Regions from separate parts of the Mus musculus genome. Here regions 1 and 3 are each linked to region 2. Evidence: chromatin contacts called from public Hi-C and promoter capture Hi-C data. All regions are on one chromosome and are shown on one strand. Each heading gives the region's core, a stretch centred on a gene start, on an enhancer-like site or on the middle of the called end of the contact. The rest is flanking DNA. Distances are from core to core; before and after follow the strand shown.

What was found. Promoter capture Hi-C pulls out the DNA fragments that hold promoters and counts their contacts. Hi-C and Micro-C count contacts between places; a contact is called where the count stands out from the background.
Region 1: a contact with region 2 is called in a promoter capture Hi-C map of pre-B cells, with 2.7 times the contacts expected there. The contact joins the promoter of 4831407H17Rik here to the enhancer-like site in region 2. A contact is called at or near these places in 6 of 39 promoter capture datasets (the 3T3-L1 cell line, 3T3-L1-derived adipocytes, hippocampal neurons and 2 more), 2 of 484 Hi-C or Micro-C datasets (Sertoli cells and ventricular fibroblasts) and 2 of 9 other capture datasets (liver and pancreatic islet).
Region 3: a Hi-C map of bone marrow-derived macrophages shows a contact between it and region 2, with 52 read pairs. The contact joins two enhancer-like sites. A contact is called at or near these places in 5 of 39 promoter capture datasets (the C10 cell line, the HPC-7 cell line, liver and 2 more), 1 of 15 datasets of contacts at CTCF or cohesin (CD8 T cells), 10 of 484 Hi-C or Micro-C datasets (B cells, bone marrow-derived macrophages, embryonic fibroblasts and 4 more), 11 of 115 datasets of contacts at active chromatin or transcription factors (the HPC-7 cell line, bone marrow-derived macrophages, double positive thymocytes and 5 more) and 3 of 9 other capture datasets (adipose tissue, liver and pancreatic islet).

Annotation. Positions count from the first base shown.
Region 1 is chr14:30,456,588-30,459,287 of GRCm38.p6, reverse strand. It overlaps 4831407H17Rik (RIKEN cDNA 4831407H17 gene), which reads right to left and starts at 1,252. Exons shown (of 4, transcript NR_131095.1): 1 at 1,172-1,252. It also overlaps a transcript of Cacna1d not described here.
Region 2 is chr14:30,578,199-30,580,898 of GRCm38.p6, reverse strand. No RefSeq gene overlaps it. Among named protein-coding and RNA genes, the nearest start is that of Mir3076, 7.4 kb to the right of the region's middle. Within about 2 kb of position 1,433, at least 67 of the 459 cell types and tissues checked have an H3K27ac peak or open chromatin away from gene starts, as enhancers often do. A contact at or near this core is called in the HPC-7 cell line, bone marrow-derived macrophages, microglia and 2 more, where this site is marked.
Region 3 is chr14:30,694,310-30,697,162 of GRCm38.p6, reverse strand. No RefSeq gene overlaps it. Among named protein-coding and RNA genes, the nearest start is that of Sfmbt1, 20 kb to the left of the region's middle. Within about 2 kb of position 1,357, at least 94 of the 459 cell types and tissues checked have an H3K27ac peak or open chromatin away from gene starts, as enhancers often do. A contact at or near this core is called in the HPC-7 cell line, bone marrow-derived macrophages, microglia and 1 more, where this site is marked.

The sequences.
Region 1 (2,700 bases), core at 3-2,502, 120 kb after region 2:
ATGCTCACACTAGAGCATTGGTCCAGAAAATTCCCCTTTCCCAAAGGTCTCCTTTTGTCCCATCTCTGGGCTGTCTTGTACTGTTTTCTTTGCTGAAGTTTTCTCTCTCCAATGGCTCTCCTCTATCTCTCTATCAACCTCAAGATAATTTCCTCCCCTTATTTACCAGTCTCAAAATAGTGAGTTTGATATGAGCTCCTTTTTTGCAAGCCTCCGGGAACACATTTCAGCATAGCAGGCGTGTGTTGTTACACCCCAGCTGTTATGTTAACATCTGTGCTCTGAGGTCACCATTCTCCTCCCCTCCTTCTCATCAAGCTAGTGACCACTAGCAGCTCTTGCCATTGCTATCCACATAGCTACATCCCATGGTCAAGCCAGAGGCTTCACTGTTTTGCATATTAAAAAAGAGGTCTAATTTATGTCCCATGAGACTCACTTTTCTAAAGCGTGCAACTTAGTATTTTTTCTTTTTCTTTTTTGAGACAGGTTTCTTTCTGTAGCCCAGGCTAGCCTTAACTTTATGGTCCTCCTGAGTGTTGGGCTCATAGGGACGAACCACCACATCCAGCTAGGTTTTTCATTCATTCATTCATAAATCTGTGGATACATCAGCAATTTCTAATCCCAGAATATTTTCCTAATCTCCAAAGGATATGCCAGATTCACTGCGTGTTACTCCAGTGCTCAGCCCTAGCTCCCGAAGCCATCGATCCACTGCCACCTGCTTGCATCTGCCCACCCCTGACATCTCTGTAATGACAGCACTATGCACACGACCTTGAGCTCCCATCTTTATCAGGGACAGCCCCCACTTCCTTCTTCTGCCTTTCTGAGCACCCTCTCTTTCCTATGCCTCCTGTCTTGGGGTACAGCTCTCAGTTTTTTCCATGCCTCCTCCTTCTCTTCTGATCCTCTTAATGTTGGGGAGCCTTTACCCCTCAGCTGAGGGATCTCTTTTCCCCAGCACTCCCCAGGCACCCCCAGGCTTGTAGATTTAAATGCTGTACATTGCCATTAACTCCTACACTTGAGCTTAGCCAGGAAATGACGTCATCAACTCCTAAATTTATACCCCTAGCAAGGACTTTCCCTCTACTTCCAGAACTTTTTGTTCATCTCCTCTCTGTTTCCCAACATGCACTGCACAGTCAGCATGCCCAGAACTGACCTTGGGGGTCACCCCCTGCCTCCAATGTCTTCCACCCACAGCTGCTTCTCTAGTTGCTCGGCTCAGAAACTTAGCAGCCATGCCTCACTTCCTCACACCCCCACTCCCTGCATTGCATCTATGTCACATTCTGCTGGCTCTTCTTCCAAAATGCACTCAGAACCTAGTTCCTCATTTTGTTCCTTGATGCTTTTTGTGCTTAGGGAAGCCTATCTGTTTTCATGTGTGTTGTGTGGATGTAGTGTATATAAAGGTGTGTGTGTGTGTGTGTGTGTGTGTGTGTGTGTGTGTGTGTATTTAGACAGGCTGGAGAAGGATTCAGGTGTCTTACTCTATGGCCAACCAGGTTATTTTTTGAGACAAAGTCTCTCACTGAACCTAAGGAAGGCTTGCTGTTTCAGCTACTCTGGCTGGCCAGTGAGTTCCCAGGATCAGCCTGTCGGTCTCTGCCCACCCTTCCTCCTCCCCGCCCCCGTGCTAGAGTTACAGGCATGGCTGTGCCAGCTTTTATGTGGGTGCTAGGGATTCAAATTCAGATTTTCTTGTCTCCATAGCCAGCGTGCTTATCCATCGAACCGTCTCCCTAGCCCATTGGGTAATGTATAAACAGCTGACGGGAGTTTCTGCCACCACCTCTATGGACATACTTAGCTTTAGAGATTGTTTTAAGACAAGTTAAGTCATGGCGTTCTTTGCTAAGAATCATTCAGTAGATCACCACATTGCTCAGAATAAAAGCCAAAGCGCACACATTGTCCATCCTGCGAGCAACGCTTTGCTCTCACGCCGTCAGACCCATCCCGCTAGTCTCTGCCTTGATGACCTGAGTCAGCCCCAGTGACCTCCTCACTCATCTCAGAGACACACCTCACAGTCTGCACTTACTGTCCTGCTTAGAGTGCTCTTCTCCACATGCCTCTTGTCCCTGTTGTTCAGTTCTTTGTTTATATGTGACTTAGTTAATCAAGTGCAACTCCACTCTCACTGATTAATTAGAGTCAGTGTCTTATGTATTCCAGACTGGTCTCTAAGTTGCTACATGCCCAAGAATGACCTTGAACCTCTGATCCTCCTGACTTCACCTCCCGTGTGCTAGAGTTACAGGTGTATATCACATACCTAGTTTATGAGATACAGGAAAACTGAACTCAGGGCTTTGGGCATGCTAGGTAACATGGTCAAATGAGCTATATCTGTACCTGACATGCACTGTTCATAATTGCAACTTGCTTTCAACTTTTCTTCCATATTCTCAATACAACTTTCTGTTCCTTTAACTGTTTTCACACACACACACACACACACACACACACACACATATAGATGCATACACAGGTACACACACATATGTGTACATAATGCATCTACATGTATACACATTTGCACACATGTTTGTTTTATTGAAATCCTTCCCCACTTGCCTGCAGACCTTATGAGTACAAGGGCTTCATTTTGTGCCCTGTTGTGTTCCTAGTCAATTGGTTCGTCTCTGCTTGATGTACACTGGCTGACTGTACACTGTGTGGAAT
Region 2 (2,700 bases), core at 184-2,683:
GAAATAATTTATCACCAGGGAAACTTCTAGAAGCTGATCTATCCAACTCAAATTGTTGTGATTATAAAAAGATAAAAATAGGCGGGCAGTGGTGGCACACGCCTTTAATCCCAGGACTTGGGAGACAGAGGCAGGCAGATTTCTGAGTTCAAGGCCAGCCTGGTCTATAGAGTGAGTTCCAGGACAGCCAGGGCTACACAGAGAAACCCTGTCTTGATAAAACCAAAAAAAGAAAAAAAAAAAAAAAAAAAAAAGAAGAAGATAAAGAGATATTAAGATATGTTCTATGGGGGTGTGGGGGGAAGGGTGTGTGTCAGTGGGGCCCAAGCTAAGGCATCCCTTCTCCCTGAGGTTCCAGCCACACGAAGGTATCATATAGAATAGAGTTTATTTAGGGCATGGGGAGGAAAATTAAGAGAGTAGCAGAGGCAGAGAAAAGCAGAGAGAAGGAGAGAGTAGAGAAGTAGAGGCCAGCCATGACCACGTGGAGAGAGGGGGTAAAGGAATGGGGAGAGAGGGGGAACAAGGGGGCAAGAGGCAAGGGAGAGAAGCAGGAGTAAGAGAGAGAGGAGGGGGCAAGCAGCCCCTTTTATAGAGGTCCAGACCTACTTGGCTGTTGCCAGGTAACTGTGGGGTGGAGTCCATTCAGACAGAATACACAAATAAAAACCCCCACCCTGTGGCACCTCGGAATAAATCCTAGCTTCCCGGCAATCCCCCAGTGACCTTGCTGGCTCCTGAGCATCTGCTGTGCCTCAGCCCCAAACTCTCAGTCACTCAACAGTGTCGCCCTCTTTCTTCTCTGCTTCCTATGCAGGCCAGGCTTAGGGTTAAAGACAAAAGTCAAGTCTGACCACAAGAAAAACCGGAATTCAAGCAGTGGGCTGAGAGAGCGCACAGTGGGGAGGGGCTCAGCAGAAACTTCCAGGGTTTTTTTTTGTTTTGATTTTTGTCTTTTTTTTTTTTTTTTTTTTTTTTTTTTTTCCAGAGACAGGGTTTCTATGTGTAGCCCTGGCTACTGGAACTCACTCTGTAGTCTAGGCTGGCCTTGGAGACAAGGCTGGCTTGGTATTTAATGGTCTACAAGACCAGGTTGGCCTTGAACTCAGAGCTCCTTCTGCCTTCGCCTTCCGTGTCCTGGGATTAAAGGTGTGTGCCACCATGCCAGGTCATTGTTCTTTTTCATTAATTTTTGTTAGCGTATAAAATACTGGGTTTATTATGACGTTTTTATATACATACATGTATTGCTATGCTTTGCTCGTACATAAAAAAATTGGGGCCTTTATTCAAAAAATGTTTATTAAAATAGTTATTTAGGTTAGATTCAAAAAATAAGAAGTGTTCCGATATGACTTCTTTCTGACTGTGTGGTTATTTAGTTCTCATTTATCCGTCTACCCCGTGACCTTTCCTCACCTCCCTCCCTTCCTCCAGTTAGCTCTCACTTCTGTTTTTCCATTACATCAGTTTCATTCTCTTCTGTTTCCCACCCTCCCTTAAGAGCTCTCCCACTCTCACGATCCCTTTTCTAGCTTACTGACCTCTAAACATACCCCTGAACACATATATGCATCCCAATTTAAATATAATTCTCGTATACAAGAAAACAGGAAGTGACTCTTTCTGAGTGCTGTCACTCAGTCCTCTGAGTGACAGCTGCCATTGCCATCAGGCCAGCAATGTCTGCTTTGGGGAGATGGGGAGGGAGAGCAGGGGATGGTCATTCCCCACCAGGGCCCAGCCACTCCCTGCTGCTCCTTGGAATGGTCTCTATGCAGATCTGCTCTAGCTGCAGGTTGCCTATGGGTAGGAGCTAGAGGACATATACAGAAGAGGAGAGTTAGGTTAGCTGTTGTAAGTGGGGTATGCGGCTAGGGAGGAGCCATAGTTCACGATGGATAAAGGCTGGTTTGGGGTCCCCCACACTCTTCCCAGCATCTCCTCACTTACAGGGAAAAAAAGCAAATTCAAATTTTCTTTTTTCTTTTTCTTTTTTGGTTCTTTTCCAGACAGGGTTTCTCTGTGAAGCCCTGGCTGTCCTGGAACTCACTCTGTAGACCAGGCTGACCTCGAACTCAGAAATCTGCCTGTCTCTGCCTCCAAAGTGCTGGGATTAGAGGCGTGCGCCACCACTGCCCGACAAATTTGAATTTTCTTATCCCACCCTTCTTCGTTGGCTCTCACAGATGTGGTTATTGCTCTCCATTGTGGGTTTGTTTTTTTTTAAATATTTATTTATTATATGTAAGTACACTGTAGCTGTCTTCAGACACACCAGAAGAGGGAGTCAGATCTTGTTACGGATGGTTGTGAGCCACCATGTGGTTGCTGGGATTTGAACTCTGGACCTTCGGAAGAGCAGTCGGGTGCTCTTACCCACTGAGCCATCTCACCAGCCCTCCATTGTGGTTTTTAAACTCTCCTTTTTTCTTCCTTCCTTCCTTCCTTCCTTCCTTCCTTCCTTCCTTCCTTCCTTCCTTCCTTCCTTCCCTTTCTTTCTTTCTTTCTTTCTTTCTTTCTTTCTTTCTTTCTTTCTTTCTTTCTTTCTTTCTTTCTCTCTCTCTTTCTCTTTTCCTTCCTTCCTTTCCTTCCCTTCCTTCTCTCTCTCTCTTTTCTTTCTTTCATGTGCATTGGTATATGTGTGTCTGTGTGAAGGCGTCAGATCTCCTGGAGCTGGAGTTACATGCAATGGTGGAC
Region 3 (2,853 bases), core at 108-2,607, 120 kb before region 2:
GTGGTTTTAGAAAAGCACAGATCTTCCTGTCAAGCCAAACTGAAGGTCTGGCTTGCTCTCAGTCTGAGATAGAAAATAGGTTTGGAGGGATTCACCACAACTAGTCCCTTAGGATGGACACGAAACCTGCCCCTGACCTCTACCGTGAAGGTCAGAAGCCCCTGCTCTGTGTTGTAGGGATTACATGTGAAACGTCCTATTCATGAGGCTACGGCATCCCTTGGTCAGAGGCAGCCCATGACCATAACTGTATCTCTTAGTTAGCTCTACACTTCTGCTCCATCTTTCTACTCTTCGGAGCCTTAGCTTCCCAGTAATCCCAGCATTCAGAAAACAAAGACAGGGGGTCCCCAGGGAAAACTGGCTGGCTAGAGTAACTGAACTGAGTCTGTGAGCTCCAGGCTCAGTGAGAGACCTCAGTAAAGAGGGCAATGGAGGGAAGATGCCTCAGCTCAACTGGCCTCTGCATATCCATATACACACACCTACACAAACACATCCATATACATGTGAACACACACATGGGCATGTATACATACCATAGGCACAGGTAATAACGCAATACACAATATCAAGAGATAACATCACTTATCATCAAAAAGCACAGCACGTAGACACATTCAGACTCCATGGTGAGCACTACACTGATCTAGCACTCCTACTTGAATGTGGCTGTGTCCAGGCTCTGGTCTTGAAGTACACAGGCCCACTAGCTCTCAACTCCCCATCCCACCACTGAGGGACTGCTCAACTCTGACTCCCCTGGGCTTCTATGATTTTTTTTTTTTGTTTTTGTTGTTGTTGTTCTGAGATAGTATCTCATTCCGTAGCCCAGGCTATAAACAAACTTCCTGTTCATCTTCCCAAGTGTTGGGATTAGAAGTGTGTGCTACGCTCTTGTCTTCTTGCTCCTGCTCTGTCTTTTTGTCCCTTATCCCCTCTCTCCCCAACTTCCTCCCCCACCTCTCCCTCCATATGCTCATGGCCAGCCTCCTCTCTCTCTCTTTCTCTCTCTCTCTCTTTCTCTGCCTCTACTACCCCTTTACCTCCCATCCTCATGCCCTGAATAAACTGTATTCTATTCTATACTATAAAAAAAAAGAAGTGTATGCTATCTATATACCTGGTTTCATAATGTGAAAAACACACACACACACACACACAGAGAGAGAGAGAGAGAGAGAGAGAGAGAGAGAGAGAGATCCCTGATGGGTGCTTGAAAATATAGACATGAACATAAGCTAATTTCCCACTGATGATGTAGAAGAAATAAGATAACAGGACACCCTCTGGTGGCCTTCCATCCAGTGCCAGGCCTTCCATTACTCGGTCTGTTGCAAGGATTGCCAAGAGGAAGCAGAGGCAAGAATAACCCGTGGACTTGGGCACTGTGCCCATGAGCCCTGCTGGCAGCCAGAACCACACGATTTCACTCAGTTACAAAAGAAACAAATGTACGCAGCTCTGTCCTTCAATTGCCCCCCATGGTCTGACATCTGCACACCTGCAGAACATGTTCTTGTCATTACAGACATGCCTCTTAGGGACATCAGAGGCCACATGGGGAAGAGAGTAATCTTCAGCTCTAATTTGAGAACATAAAGATGTACCATGCTAGTCTGTCTTTTTCTGAAATTATGTCAACACGCTAGGGAAACAAGAAAGACTATGTGAGGAACATCTCTATTCTGTCCAAGTATGTACAGAGGAAAACACTGCTGTTTGTCTTCTGGCGACAATGGCTTATTCTCTGGAGTCTTTGTGATTTCTCCCATGGAACCCAAGGCAGGCTCTGTCTGGAGGAGTGGGGCAGACAATGTTGTGGGGCTAGACCTTTACCCATGAAGTCTGAAGTTCCGGGATTGCCAGCTTCTCTTTGTGAGCTGATGCCTAACTCTCCCAAGAACTGAAAGCCCTTCTGAGAGGGGCCTCTGGCAACCTTGTTCACTCTATCACCATTCACGATACCCTTTTTCTCCTGAGGCAGGGTCTCTGTAGCCTAGGCTGGCCTCCTTCTGTCACGCTTCCTGAGTGCTGGGATTGGAGGCTCAGCTCATCACACCTACTATGTCATGATTTTCAAAGAAGGTTCCTAAGAGTGAGGAGTGTGTGAGACAGGGTGAAGTCTGGTCTCCCCCAGACTTCCCTTTTTCTCACTCAGCAGGCCTGCAGGAAGCCACACTAGATCCACACACTGGAAAGAGTGCCAGGATCTCCCAGACAGGAACTAGAAACATGCCTTCATTTGTCGCCTCCCAATGTGAGTAAAGCAGTCATGTCTTAGTTAGTCAGTGTTCACTGATGGGCACTGATGGAGAACCCAACTTCATTCCACAGCCCAGGCCTTGTGACAGATGACAGAGGTGTGGATAAGATTCAGAGTAGGAGGCTGGTGGGAAGGAAGGCCTGGGGCTGTGACATTTTCACCTTCTGTCCCCAGTGACCCAGGGAAGACAGGTGACTTCTACCTAAGGCATTTGCCAAGCCAGAGAGACATTATTGTAAGCCATTCCAATCATGATGGCTACTCTTACGGCCCAGACTACTCTTACGGCCATTTCCATCAAGATGCAGGCAGCAAGCTCCACCCTACAGGCTGTCTATGATTAGGCCACCAATCTCTGAGCTTGCCCCAAGATCAGGTCACAAAATCTTACCACCACTCCTAGGCCACCCTGGAAAGTCACTCGCCCTTAAGAAGCACCTATATAAAGCCTGCTCAGGCTTCTGCTTCGGGTCCAGCGACTTCTCAGCTGAGCAGAGGTGGCCACCCTCTTGTGATGTTCCCAATAAATCTCTTCTGTGAGGTCTGTTGTGCAGAGTGACTTTCCCTGCCTGCCAGGATACATTTCC